Regions from separate parts of the Mus musculus genome. Here regions 1, 2 and 4 are each linked to region 3. A link is a contact called in public Hi-C and promoter capture Hi-C data. All regions are on one chromosome and are shown on one strand. Each heading gives the region's core, a stretch centred on a gene start, on an enhancer-like site or on the middle of the called end of the contact. The rest is flanking DNA. Distances are from core to core; before and after follow the strand shown.

What was found. Promoter capture Hi-C pulls out the DNA fragments that hold promoters and counts their contacts. Hi-C and Micro-C count contacts between places; a contact is called where the count stands out from the background.
Region 1: a promoter capture Hi-C map of cranial neural crest shows a contact between it and region 3. The contact joins the enhancer-like site here to the promoter of Vwa2 in region 3. A contact is called at or near these places in 13 of 39 promoter capture datasets (the 3T3-L1 cell line, HPC-7-derived erythroid cells, cranial neural crest and 9 more), 1 of 15 datasets of contacts at CTCF or cohesin (the NIH/3T3 cell line), 2 of 115 datasets of contacts at active chromatin or transcription factors (embryonic basal ganglia and embryonic stem cells) and 3 of 9 other capture datasets (adipose tissue, embryonic stem cells and macrophages).
Region 2: a Hi-C map of liver shows a contact between it and region 3, with 2.0 times the contacts expected there. The contact joins the enhancer-like site here to the promoter of Vwa2 in region 3. A contact is called at or near these places in 9 of 39 promoter capture datasets (the 3T3-L1 cell line, the C10 cell line, cranial neural crest and 3 more), 1 of 484 Hi-C or Micro-C datasets (liver), 2 of 115 datasets of contacts at active chromatin or transcription factors (embryonic forebrain and embryonic stem cells) and 2 of 9 other capture datasets (embryonic stem cells and macrophages).
Region 4: a contact with region 3 is called in a promoter capture Hi-C map of liver. The contact joins the promoter of Nhlrc2 here to the promoter of Vwa2 in region 3. A contact is called at or near these places in 8 of 39 promoter capture datasets (cranial neural crest, embryonic stem cells, frontonasal cranial neural crest and 4 more), 1 of 15 datasets of contacts at CTCF or cohesin (the NIH/3T3 cell line), 7 of 115 datasets of contacts at active chromatin or transcription factors (the NIH/3T3 cell line, craniofacial prominence, embryonic limb bud and 2 more) and 2 of 9 other capture datasets (adipose tissue and pancreatic islet).

What each region holds. Positions count from the first base shown.
Region 1 is chr19:56,436,974-56,440,498 of GRCm38.p6, reverse strand. All of the region lies in intron 6 of Casp7 (caspase 7), which reads right to left. Among named protein-coding and RNA genes, the nearest start is that of Gm46657, 16 kb to the left of the region's middle. Within about 2 kb of position 2,133, at least 29 of the 459 cell types and tissues checked have an H3K27ac peak or open chromatin away from gene starts, as enhancers often do.
Region 2 is chr19:56,376,459-56,379,931 of GRCm38.p6, reverse strand. Nrap (nebulin-related anchoring protein) reads left to right here. Exons shown (of 42, transcript NM_008733.4): 9 at 15-116; 10 at 768-872; 11 at 1,761-1,877. Among named protein-coding and RNA genes, the nearest start is that of Nrap, 12 kb to the left of the region's middle. Within about 2 kb of position 1,336, at least 10 of the 459 cell types and tissues checked have an H3K27ac peak or open chromatin away from gene starts, as enhancers often do. A contact at or near this core is called in liver, where this site is marked.
Region 3 is chr19:56,872,542-56,875,786 of GRCm38.p6, reverse strand. It overlaps Vwa2 (von Willebrand factor A domain containing 2), which reads right to left and starts at 1,371. Exons shown (of 14, transcript NM_172840.2): 1 at 1,209-1,371.
Region 4 is chr19:56,546,604-56,550,144 of GRCm38.p6, reverse strand. It overlaps Nhlrc2 (NHL repeat containing 2), which reads right to left and starts at 1,884. Exons shown (of 11, transcript NM_025811.3): 1 at 1,285-1,884. The coding sequence starts at 1,462. Dclre1a (DNA cross-link repair 1A) reads left to right here and starts at 2,023. Exons shown (of 10, transcript NM_001360437.1): 1 at 2,023-2,171; 2 at 2,442-3,508. The coding sequence starts at 2,995.

The DNA.
Region 1 (3,525 bases), core at 884-3,383, 440 kb after region 3:
CACACCTCACAGCTTGGCAGCACCTCACCACCACTCTGGAGAGAGCACTGCTTTCTAGCCCAGGCCCAGGGAACAGAGTCAGAAAACCCGAAGAGAATATCCAGGAGATGTAGAATGAGGGAGGGGTGGGGCCTGCTGAAGAGGTGCAGAGGCAAGTGCTGCTGGCTGCCTTAGGGGCAGAGGCAGGAGAGGCTCCTGATTCAGGATGGCAGGCACTGTTAGACAGGAGGCGTGCTTCTCAGGGACCATACAAGGTAAAGAAATCTGATTTGTGAGTTTTCCTGGGTCAGCTGACCCAAATGTCTTACAAGGGTGGGACACGTCAGCTGACCTAGGTGCTGAGGAAGGGTTGGCTGACTCAGAGGGGCAGGTCCCAGGGAGCCCAGGGATTCACAACAGCAGCTAGCTTTCTTCATAACCATGCAGAGTGTCTCCCTCCTTCCGTGACTTCCTGCCTTCTTTGACTCTTAGGGAATCTAAAATTGTTGCTTGTGATTGGGAAAGCCAGGCAGAAAACGGGAAAATGGAACTCCCCAGAGCATTTCCACATGGCCAGCAGAGAACACACATCTACGTGACCATGTGCTTACCTGGGAACCCCTACAAGCCAGAGGCCAGAGGATATGAGCCTAGAGAGACAGACAGTCCATGTCCAGCCTCACCAGGCCACCATGTTGAACGAGATCTACAAGTCACAGCAATGCCATGTGGAGTTTCATTCACTGTCTTGGGATAGACAGACATCTTGGTGGAAGGAAAGCCTTTGTTTGTGATTGTGCTGTCTGATGTCTTGGACTAAGCAGCAAAGCTGAAGACCTTGGGCCACAGCACCCAGGGAGAGAGGAGAGTGCAGGGCTCTCCATTCAGCGGCAGCAAGAACCAACACAAAGCTGAATTCCGTTCACATGATAATCTGCACAGTGGCTTCATTCTGCCGAGAGGTCCAGACCCAGGAGGGTGAGAACCGGACCAGTGTCACGGGCAGCCTTACCACCTAGTTATGTCACAAGAGTTCAGCCAGCAGTGGCACACAGTAGGCTATAGTGCCCTTAGAATTCTTGTCTGCAGTGCACACACTAGCAGCCACCAGCCCAAGCCAGGGGCTGATGGGTAGTCAGTCACACAACCATGCACTTGTCTGTAGACAGGGTGTCATTCAACCCAGTGGCCTGGTTGGTTGTGCATATGGATACGTATGGATGTGCATACAAACAAATGCACTACCATCTCCCCTCTAGAGGTCCCCGAGGTAGCCATCTGAACAGTGAAGATAACCATCCTGTGACTCCTCACCCGGAAACATTTTCCTCGTATTTCTTTATCAGGGCAAACTTCAGGCTGTTTGGCAGCACGCACAGTCCACACACGATAAGAGGTTCCTCTGTAGACTGTAGACTGAACAATGCCCCACCCCCATCCTCATGTTTACATGTTGAAGTCCTAGTCTCCAGTATGACCTTCAAGGAGTTAAGTTAGTGAGGTCAGAGGGGTGGTGGGTCCCTGACGTTGTAGGATTAGTGTCTTTATGAGAAGATATGTCAGAACTCTTCCGTTTTGTTTTGTTTTGTTTTGTTTTTTTTCCTGTGTTTTCTCTGCCATGTGAGGACAGAGGAAGAAGGCAGCCATTTATGAAGCAGGAAGAGAGTCCTCTTCTGAGACCAGTTGGCCCAGAAACGATGTCTGTTGACTCAAGACAACTGCCGCATCTGTGATCCACTCCGTCTGGCCCAGCAAATGTACTGGGCATTAGACCTAGTCCAGGCTGATGGCTGAATTCAGCAGTCATGGCAGTAACTTTTAAAGAAAGCTTTCTTATTGGCCCCTGCAGAGGAGTTTGCCTTCCTCCCTGAGTTCCTGCAGACCTTCTCTGAGCAGCGACAGCTCCATACTGGGTTTACTCACACTGATGTCTGCCAATTTTTGCACTGCCAAGCTCCCAAGAGCAGAAGACCAATGTACTTTCTACCCTTTACAGTGCTTAAAAGTGTGACTTTAGCATACTCACAGAACCCATCTGTAGAGCCTGCCAGAGCTGGTTTTGTTCTGTTTTCCCCAGATGTACTGACTCATTTACTGAAACTAATACCTCTGCCTGCACCAAGCCTTTGCGAAAGTCCTACAGCTGGGGGAATTCTCACTCAACAAGGGGTCTATGTCTCACAAAGGGAAGGCTTGTACCGAACAGACAAACCCAGGGCAAACCCAGGGCTTGGTAAATAATAAGAAACCACACTCGTTCCTGGCATTGCATGGTACCTGCCATGGTCCCAGCCTAAAGGATCCTGGTTTGTGATGCAATGCAGAGTCTGAGCACTGAAACCTGACCCTTAACACATTTCTAAAGCTTACCTAATTAATTAATTAATCAATCAATTAATCAATTAATTTTTCAACTGCAAAAGCAACAATGGTTTTCTCCATCACCTACAGAATTATTATAAGGATGATGGCACGAAGATTTAAAATGACCTAAAATGACATAATTTTTATAGTTACATGCATAATTATTGCTTATTGTGAAAGTCTTGCCATTATTATTAATCTTAGTACAACAAAGGCTGGGGGGGGGTGCATTCCGTTTTCTCAGGGAGAGGAATGAGTTAAGAGTGGTGGTCCCCGAAGATGGACACACCTAACTCTGGAATCTGTGACCAGGTTACCCTCTACGACAAAAAGGACTTTTCAGATGCCAGTAAAATGATAAGACTCCCGATGGGGAAATGGGAAATGGCTATGGAGTACCAGGCAGACCAAGCCCGAGGAAGGGAAGCAGGCTGAGAGAGAACTGTGTTTGCAAGGTTGACAGGGAAGAGACCGAGAGATCGAGGAGGGGTTTTTAAATGAGGAAGGGCCGTAAGCCAAGGGATCTAGGAGGTCTAAGATTGCTAGGAAAAAGAGGAAACCAATTTCCCTATGTGCTTCCAGCAGAGAGGCCACCCTGCTCTTTCCTCTGGGATTCTGGCCTCTAGGCCACCAAGATGATGTTTATGTGACATGTGTCACTCTGTCTGTAGGATGCACTGGGTATCTGTTGTCCCCAACGCTTGCTCATGAGTACAAGTACCTCAGATCGAGTACATAGGCTTTACTGCTTGGACAGTGGTTTTCTTTCATTCCGTGTGTTGCATGTGCGTGCATGCGTGTGTATGTGCTTGTGCACAACTGGGTGCAGGGACCTGTGTCCATGTCGGGTGTCTTCCTGAATTGATCTTCACTTTAATTTTTGAGACACAGTCTGTCGGAATTTGGAGCTTGCCAACCCAGCTAGGGTGGCAGGCCAGTGGGCCTCCAGGATTCTCCTTTATCTAAACACCCAGTGCTAGGGTTACAGGCACACAGAGCTATGTTTGGCTCTTACATAGATGCTGGGGATTCGGTCTTGGGTCCTCATTGCTTGTACTGCAAGTAGCTTGCCCACTGAGCCAGGTCCCCTTGGCGGGGCAAGGAAACATGATATCTGAACTACTCCAGAATCCAAACTTCTGCGTGGGATACTGACACTCAGTTCCAAATCTCGAGACGGTT
Region 2 (3,473 bases), core at 87-2,586, 500 kb after region 3:
GTTACTCCAAACAGGTGAGGTACCATCAACAATATCATAGAGAAATGAAGGGAATGGCTAGTCCTGTCGGAGCCGAGGGTGGGATGACAAAGGACTCTGTAGACCGATGTGGCCAGGTACATGACACTTCCCAGAGCTGGTCTTCTCCAAGGCCAGCTCTTTGTTCCCTACAGCTGTGACAGTGTTGGACATGTGATCAGAGTTTGGACTTGGTGCAGGCAATATACAGAGCTCAGCTCATCTGCTTAGGTGAAGAACCCAAGTCCTTAAAAAAGAAAAAATTAACCTATGCTAATGTGGTGGTTTGGCCAATAAGAGGACGTTTCCATCTGTTCGCATGTATATGTGGTATGGTGTAGGTATGTATGATATAGAGTATGTATATATATATGTATGTATGCATGTATGTATGATATAGTATATTCATCTATGTGTGCGTGCATGTATTTTATAGTGTATGCATCTTTGTATGCATATGTATGTGATATAGTATATGTATGTATGATATAGAGTATGTGTGTATGATACAGTGTATGCATGTATGTATGAAATAATGTATTATAATATAGTGTATGTATGTATGTATGTATGTATGTATACACATATGTATGATATAGTGGTCCAGGCTCCAAGCTCTAGTATCTTATTCACCACATGTACATCTCTGGATGAGCTTTTCTGAGATCAGTCTCTGGGGTTATCACTGCTGACCCCACCCGTGCCAGGAGGGACACATTACTGATCAAAGTTTCTGATTGGCTCACCAGGTTTACTCAGAAGAGTGTGATGAACCCAGAGGAAAGGGCAGCTTCCCGGCCATGATCACCCCAGCGTATCAGAACGCCAAGAAGGCCAATGAACTTGTTAGTGACGTAAGTGCTGGCAGAGCCACTGAGGTGTGGATTATGGGATGCTGACAGCCACACTTGCTGAACGCCAAGCACAGACACACATCTCCTAGAGCCAAGCAAAAGCAGACTTCGAGGCCAGCCTCTGGTCCAAACGCAGACTCTCTTATTGATCTATTTATAGACTTTGATTGTGTTATCTGTTTGCATGGAAATGCAGTTGGACAAAGTCTACTGCTCACTTAGGCCATTTTCAAAATGTACAAATGCTGGTGCAAGCAGGTCAGCGGGGATGAGGGGAGCCTTGCCAAAATGCCAGTGTGAGATTGAAGGGAAAGCTCACTGAAGAAGTCGTGTATTATCAAATTGGGCGTGACCCAGTGAGTGATAAGTTTATTTAAAGAATATTAGGCAGCTGGCAATCGGTCCTTGAGAGACGGGCTATAATTAAACTTGGTAGAGTGTGGTGCTCACCGCAGTTCTTAACATGCCAGCTTGGACTTGGTCCCTAGCATTCATTCTTTCTGCCACTGTTCAGTGAGTGCCTGGGTACCTGGAACAGCGTCACCTTTGCCCTGAGATGGGAAATGCAAGGCGTTACTCCTTCCTCTGAGACACTGTAGAGATGGTGTTGAAATTTAGGGCAAATTGTGGTTGGAGTTTATTCTCTTAGCCATGGTGGCCTGAAGAACCTGTCTTCTTCCTCTAGGCAGTATCGGGAAGTGTGTGGACAGAGCCAGGAAAAGTTTTAGCACAAAAAGAATCAAGTGCTTTCTAAATTTAATAAGACCTTTTTTTTTTTTTTTTTTTTTTTAAAGCCCATAGGAACTTTCCTTCCTTTAGAGAGCCCTACTGAGTTAATCTTAACGTGGCAACCACAACTCCAGATTCCCCCTTGTGTGTTTCTTTCAGATAAAATACCGGCAGGACTTCCATAAGATGAAAGGTGCAGCGCATTTTCACTCCCTTGCAGCCCAGGACAACTTGGTTCTTAAGCGAGCTCAGAGTGTGAGCAAGCTTGTGAGTGAGGTGAGTATACTGGGGAGAGCTATCCTTCTGTACTGTCCCCCTTTTCCTCTCAGACAGTGAGTGCAGCGGCTTTGTTTAAAAATAATGCAGCTGGTTGCGGCACCTATCTATAACCTATTTACATATACACACACATACATAAACACACACATATACACACATACATACACACATATATACACATATACACATACATACATACACACACATACATATATACACATACATACCAACACACATACATACATACGTACATACACACACATATATACACACACATCCATATACATACACACATATACACACATATACACACACATCCATATACATACACACATACACACACACATATATACACATACACACATACATACACACATACAGACAGACAGACAGACACACATACATACATACATACATACATACATACACACATATATGCATAAATAACTTGACAGGTAGGGCAGGAAGATCAGGAGTTCAAGGCCACTCTAGGCTATATAGTGAGTCAGAGGCCAGCCTATGCTACATGACATCCTGGCTTATAACAAATAAATAAAATGAAACTACGCAAATGGTCCTCATGTTGCCAGTCTCCAAATATAGAACCAAATAAGTGAACTCTTTCCCTGTTGGCTCATAGCTTTCTTACTAAATATTCAAAAGTCCCATTCAGCAGATTTATAGTTGTTAGAAAGAGCACTAGAGGATGCAACTTTTAGAGATTTGTTTTTATCTTTAAACCTGTGTGTGTGTGTGTGTGTGTGTGTGTGTGTGTGTGTGCATGTGAGTGCAGGTGCTCTCAGACTCCAGAAGAGGGCGCAATATCCCCCTTAAAGCTAGAGTTATAGGCAGTTATGAGCTGATCAATTTGGGAACCAAACAAAATGATCCTCTGGAAGAGCTGCAAGCACTCTTAACCTCTGAGACATCCCTTATTTTTATATTAGTATGGAATCGAAGTCTAGACTGTCTTAAGTGCCATATTTCCCTTATCCCTGGAGTCAGTTCAGAGAAGCTGTATCTATCACCCGAATTCCCCTTTCCTTCCACGCTGGCCTAGCTGCTGGAGGGTGCATATTGTTTAAACCACCCATGCTAAAGCCTTTCTGAAATAGGACTGGTTGACAAGGACATATGTCCTGGAGCTCCCTGGAGCTCCCTGGATCTCCAGTGTCCCTTCACAGTGGTTCCTGCCACTTGCACTGCTGTTCAGTACTTGAAGACCTTTGAGTGGCATCTCTGACAAAGGGGAAGAATTTGTGGCTATGAAAAATGTTCCCGTATGTGTTCCCTGTGATGCTAACGCTGAGATGTAAATACCTTAGAACATTCTGTTACTTCTGATGGTCAGGCCTTAATCTCAAACCGAGCTGATGGATGACCCTCTGAGTTTTAAATGCTCAGAATCATACTTTCTGGAGCCCCATCAAGAGATCTGGACACTTTGAGGTAGAAAATTCAGTGCTGAGAGCTCAGGCTCTGCACTGATAAACGTTCTAGATGATTCCCGTACTCTAGAGCAGATGTCAGCACACCGTGGCCTCAGTGTCAGATATAGCTCACGGCCCAAATCCAGCTCAGGGACTTTTTTTT
Region 3 (3,245 bases), core at 122-2,621:
CTAGGGAACGGTGACATGAACAGGCAGTGGTAAACATTTGTCCAAGTGTATAGAATGTGTGAGTCCTCAACTGTGGAGTTTGAAGGCTCAGCACTTTTAACAAATCCCATGTAGTGGGAGATGGTAATAGAACAGGTTGGGGCGGGCGGGGCAGAAGGTATATGCAAAGTCTTTGTACCTCTGCTCAGTTTGGCTATTAACTATAAAGCTAGCCCTCGGGTTTTCCCATCCATTCAACCACAGAAACACCGGCCTCTGGCTGGCTTGTTCCATAGTCTGCTGAAGGTGGGGGTGAATTGGTTTGTCTTTAAGTTCTGGGTGGGTAGACCCAAATCAGATTTGACAAGAAATACTTCCTTGATGGATTTTCAGGCACACTGGGGATGATAGAGGGAGGAGTCCTTCTGTATCCCTGGGCTTTGCCTCAGAATCAAGTCTAGAACATTCCATGCCCTGGAAGGTAGCTTTGAGCTAACCATCCAGACGCTTTCCGTTTCTTTCTCAATAAGACCATTTCGGAGCAAAGGAGACTTTGAAGTTTTAGGACTGAATCCACAGGCATTCAGAGGGCTCTCCGTTTATTTAACCAAGGGAGCATATAGTGGGATGCCATACCACTAACAATCATCCCCTCCCTTCCCTAGTGCGGTCCTTACTGAGAAGTCCAGGCTGATGCCGGCAGGCAACGCTGTAAGCAAACACAGCAGAGCATCATCCGCTCCTTTGCCTCTGTCTAGAGCTCAGACTTTTAAATCACGGATTCACAATGTGCTGAGCCCCTCCCACTTTATCTCTGCCCGCCACTGACGTCTGGTCCTGGGCAAGCTGGAAAAGGGCAAAGAACAGGGCCGAGCCAGGTGATGTTTGCTGCGGGGAGCCCGAAGGCAAGCATGTCTCTCCCAGGCGTGCGTTCTGCGAAAAGCAGAACCCCTGTCTCGCTCTCAGAGCAGCGAACTTCCCTCGAGTTCTTCAGGAAGTGACTTATTTGAAAGGACGAGGCTGTCTGTCTAGGAAACCCGGTTGAAATGCTGTAGCACCTGAGTGCTCATAATACGGAGTGATGAGCAAGTTCCCAAAGCTTTTTATCAAAACTCCAGCCCCTTCTGCAGTGGCCAGGGAAGGGGTCCCCACTACGGCGCCAGGCCGCTCGCGTTTCTCCATCCGCAGCCTGTCCCCCGGCCCCCACCTCCCAGGCCAGCACCCCTTACCTGGTGCGACGCCGCGTGCGCTCTCCGGGATGGCGTTCTTCCAGGCCGGCCGCTTAGGTGCGCGAGGACAAAGCGAACAAAGCCGGCGGCACTCGGCTTGGCTGGGCAGGTAGGGGCGCGGGCTCAGGCCTGGGGTTCCACACGCTCGCTCGCTCACTGGCAAGGGTGCGCCCAGTCCTCCGCCCCGCCCCGCCCCAGTTGTTGGAAGGCGTGGGCTCCCACCCGCGGAGCGCACAGCTGCTCTGCCCGCGGCGTAGGCTGGGCTCCGTTCGGGGGGCGCTGCGGCTCGCAGCCACGTGGGGCACCTGTTGGTCTCTCCCAGCAGAGGCGGGACGGGCCGCTCGGATGCAGCCTGTGAGGATCCGGACGTTCGGCGTGAGGGCGGCGCAACTATTGCTCCAGGGAACCGCGCCCGCCTCGTCCCTCGCCCTGCCCGGCGACCCGCGACCCACGACCCACGGACCGCAGCATCATCAACACTTCCGAGCGACCTGGCCGCTGCAAGCGGTGCGGCTGTGGTCACAGAGAGTGTTGGCTACTCCGCAGGTTTTATCGATTCCACCCTTGAGGAAATGTTGACTTTGGCATCGTTTCCATTTGTCTTCTGCTTTTTGCCAACCGGCCTGTTAGTTCTTGCAGGTGAGTGGTTATTGGGCAGCATTCGCCTTTTAACTTAGAGGGTGCCAGGTATTTGTCACAGAACAAACAACGGTGTCCCTTCTGGCAGGTGCTCCGTGCAGATAAACCCTCAAATCATTTTTATACTTAATCAAAACTACATATTGTGTGCTCATTGGAAAAGTTTACAAAATAGAAAACAAGAGAAAGCAAATAGAAAAGCCACTGGTACTCAGCTGCAGACCACTGGGGAAAAGCTTTCATTTCCTCCTTCAAAACCTTAGTTTCTTCCATTGATGCTTGATCATCCACACCTGAGTTGAACATCTGCAGTTTGGGCCGTTGTAACTCTGCTCTACCTATATACACCATTTGCTACTGCTTAATGCTGAGGCCTTAAGTTTAACACTCCAATCAGGTATCTCGGTGGGGCGGCCCAATTACATTTGGAAACTAGTAAATTTCCTAGACTACAAGTTATATACAAGAATTCCATTTTTCACACTTGTGTTTGTGTGTGCAGGTGCATCATCACATGTGAAGACATAGGAGGATCTGGGGGGAGTTTTGTTTTTTGTTGTTGGGTTTTTGTTCATTTTGTTTTTCTTCCACCACATGGTTTTTGAAGATTGAAATCACATTGGCAATCTTGAGGGCAAGTAAGTGCCTTTGCCAGCTAGGCTATCTCCCTGACCAAGGTCTGTTGTTTTTAACATAACTGTCTTCCAGGAAGCTCATCTGTTCCCTATTTTTTGCGCTTTCCCCCAGTATTCCTGTAAATGCCAACCTGCCAGGTAAATACTCCATTTTGTATTTTTACACATTCTTTGTATTTAACATCTCTCTGTTGCATTTCATTCTGTAGTTCTCGGATGGTTTCCAACTCGTCCTGTCTGAGAGCTTTCGGGGAAATTGGCACCTGGCAGCTTTGATGTTGCAAACTTCACTGGAGAGGGGAAAGGTTATTATATGTTTCTTTCTTCACTCAGTTCTCCCTCCCAATACCATTAACTGGAACACCAAAAAGTAACCCAGGATTGCTTCCAAGTAGCACTGAGGGCAGCAAGTGTGGGATCAGTGGGGGAGCCTGCCTCCTGGGTGAGAGGGCTTCAGTTCCATACCAGCAGATTTTAGAGAAATGAAAGGCACATGTGGAATTTCAAATGTCTTAGTGGGTATACAAAGGACAAAAACAGGCAAAGTCATCTTAAAATTAACCCACATGCCCCACGTGTTTCTACATGCAATCAATGCATACTGTACTAAGCCTTCAAAATGCAACAGTGTACACACTGAACAGTGGTACCTGTGGTGAGTGGCCCATGCTGTTATGGACAGCAGCCCTTATGAAGGCACCTTTGACAGCCTCCTACCCTTCCAGTGGTGGCTTACCATCTCCCTGCCCTTCTGCCTAATTAG
Region 4 (3,541 bases), core at 635-3,134, 330 kb after region 3:
GGGACAGGGATTCAGTTTCAGGTCACCCTGGATTACCCATTAGACTGCAGGCGACCCCTCTAAAGAATGAGTATCTTCTAAGATCAGTAAACGACAATCAAGATTGAACAATCAAGTTTTATCTCAAAACCTGCTTTGTCTGTTTTTAACTTTCTGTTAATAACTGGCTGCGGCAGAACATCAGGCTATGTCAAAGACAAAGCCTGATTATTTTCTTATGAGTATGATTTCAGTCACAGTGGTCAAATATCATGGTAATATAGTAAACTTACTATAAATACAAATGAAACATTTCTCAAAATTCTAACTGATGGCCTACTGGCTTATAATAGTGTATTTACCACGTGCTTTATTACAAAGTTTTCAGAAGATATGTATACACTGCATATACGTGTTTGTCATTTTTAAGTTTCTCTGATGGGACCGACCTCCATGCAGCCAATTCTTTTGCAATTCCACGGTATTTCAAATCCAGTATAACGAGGGGAACGGTAAGCCCCTCTCAAGGCGAGTGCAAAAGGGTCCGAAATATCCAAGACTGTTGTGGGATGAAGGAGGAACAGATAGATCCTTCCGGAAGATACCTGAACCCTACCACAGGTAACAAATTAACTATGCATGTGGTTTCAGTGTCACACGCCAGGACACATGCCAACACGGCAGGCTAAACAATGACACTCCCAACCAAAGAAGGTAAGGGAGCGTTTTGTTTAAACTGTACTACCGGGAGTATCGTTTCCCTATGTCCCAACAGTTCCCACTACTAGGATTCAAACCTGAGTACTAAGCTAAAATTGATTCCAGATTTTAAAGATCAATAGGTTCACCACTTTGAACGTGGAAACGCGGTTGGACTAGAAAACCATCAGATGCTATGCCTGTAGAATGTAGTCCAACTCTAGTGGTTATTAGACGGGCAGGTTTCCTAGCCTTCCCTGTGCCTCAGTTTCCTTAACTGTAAAACAAGACTAGTAAGAGGGTCTCGGTGGGTTGTACCAGGTAAGTAGGAGCTCTCAAGTGCTTCAAACCGTCTGTGGCACATTAAAAAGTGATCAATATACACCCATGGAGCCTTGAGGCTACTGACGTCAGGTCACGCAGGATTCCAGACAGAGATGCAAACACTGGTCCCCGCCCAGCAGAACCCCCTCCGTGTGTCGCTGCTCCCCTGGAGCACCTCGGGGGCTGTGGGAGGACCGCAGGGCACCGATCTGCTGGCGGGAGGGAGCCACCGAGGAAGGGGAGGACCCGGGAGCGGCCCCCACCCCGACGCCAGCCCCTCACCTTCCGGAAACTCGGGCACCGCTAGGTCCTGCTCCCAGCCGTCCACCTTCTGCAGATACTGGTAGACCAACTCATCCTTCTCTTGCTGGGTGACGGCGTCCAGCAGGGCGTACTCGAGCGAGGTCTGCGCGGGCAGCAGGCCCGAGAGGCTCGCGCCGCGCGCTCCGGGAGCCGCCATGTTGCGCGAGCTCCCGAGGGCTCCGGGGCCGAGGGCGCGGGTCGGACCAGCGTGCGCCGCCCTCTTGACTCAGAGCGGGGCCTGGCCAGCCCGGCCCTGCGCCACACACGCTTCCGCCTCCAATAAGCCTTCCTCCGGACGCCAAAGTCCAAAGGGCCGTGCTTCCCTGGCGCGTAATTAAACTCCAGAGTTGCCCACCCCGCCCCTTCCAGGTTCCGGGCCGCCGCGAAGCCTGGACGTTCAGAGCGCCAGATTCGACACGGGGAAGGCTGCTAGGGTCGCGCTCCAGAGGAGCTGGGAACCCATTGCCTTTGAAGCCCGGCAGGGAATTCCAAGACAAATAAAATTCAAATAACCATGTACACGTTTAAAAGAGCCGACTTAAGAAAAGCCTGCCCATTTGTGTGTCCCACTCTTAAACTGAGATCAGCCGATTCGGCACGGCAGTGACAGTGGGACAGCGTTCCCGCCAAGAAAGACTCGAAAGGTAAAGAAGGTAAAGCAACCCTCGGAGGAGACTCTTTTTTTTTTTTTTTTTTTTTTTTTTTTTTTTTTTAATGTAGGCAGTGAGGCCGGTGGTTTTGTGTTGACAACAACAAAAGTGTCCTGTGACTCTGGGTGTGCTGAAAGTGCGGGCGCGAATGGAATGTCCCGCGAGCTGGCGCAGAGAGGAGGCAGCTGCAGCGGGGTCCCCCTGCTGCCAGGCCAGGTGTGCCCACGAGGGACTACCGGGAGGAACGGGGCGAGCTGCACAAGGGCTCATTGGGATGTTGGCATTATTTAACCTGGGAATAATGTAGGGCTCCTTCATTGATCTTCCCCCCACCCCAGATCCAAAGGCAAAGAGCGGGAGCCTGTAGGAATTTTCTGGTACCTGACCTCTCTGGAGGTCTGCAGAAGTGGCTGATTGATTTCAGGGCAGACAGCCCCTATGGTGTGGAGTACAGTCTCACATGTTTGAACTTTGTTCACTGTGCAGGGTTTGATCCTAGGATGGAGGAAGAAATGGACTGACCCAGGAAGCTGAAACTGGTTGGACCCATGAGTCACGAATAAGGGCAGCTGTCGGTTGTAACCAACACCTCTTTGATTATGGTCTAGTCTATGGACTAGTCTCACACTAAGTAGACTAGGGACTGTGACTGGACTTGTAAATGGACACTTGTCCACATGAACGAGAGCCAGAATAGCTTTCTAACCATTATATGGAGACTGTTTTCAGTTAAAGTCATTGAGCCTGGTACTTACCGTCAGTGCTTGACATTCAAGACATTCTTGATTCTTATTTTTATAAATCAAGTTCTGAGAAGTTAAAAAAAAACCTGAATGAAATAGTGTCACAATGTAAAGAAAACCGTATAGATGTTACCCTGTAGTGAGTTCTCTTAATTTTATTATGGTATAAAATGGAACAGCAGGTGTTCACAGGTACTAAGTGGGTTGTGTGCCAATATCACCAAAGCTTTCAGTTCCAACCAAGTTAGTTGGCTTTTGGCTACTTTTTTTTTCCTATTAAAAACTTGTTACAAGAAATGGACTCTGAATTCACCAAAGACTGGTGCTGTACTCACAAAAATCATTTGGCCATGTTAGAAGACACGTTTTGGGAAGAAGAAATCTGGGAATATAAATCTAAAAGAAAGCCCAAACCCGTACATCCAAATAATTGTTCTGAAAATATTTCAGAATCTGTTGAAAAATCAACAGATGGAAAACACCAGTCAAAAGGAAATGAAAAAAGGACTTCAGAAAATCCAGGCAAGACGAAGGACCACAAAGTGTGCCTTGCAGAAACAGACAGTCAGATTTCTGCAGGTTCCAGTCAGAGTTCGAGCTGTAGAGATGAGAGTCAGCAGTCTCAAAACAAAGAGACAACACCGAAAAAGCAACATAGAACTCGCAGAGGGAAGCAAGTGACCCCGAAGGTGCGCCCTGTTTATGATGGATACTGCCCAAGCTGCCAGATGCCCTTCTCCTCATTGCTGGGTCAGACGCCCCAGTGGCATGTGTTTGAGTGTTTGGATTCTCCACCTATCTCTGACACAGGTAAGGAAAGACCCATCAAGGCTCCTGCCAGTG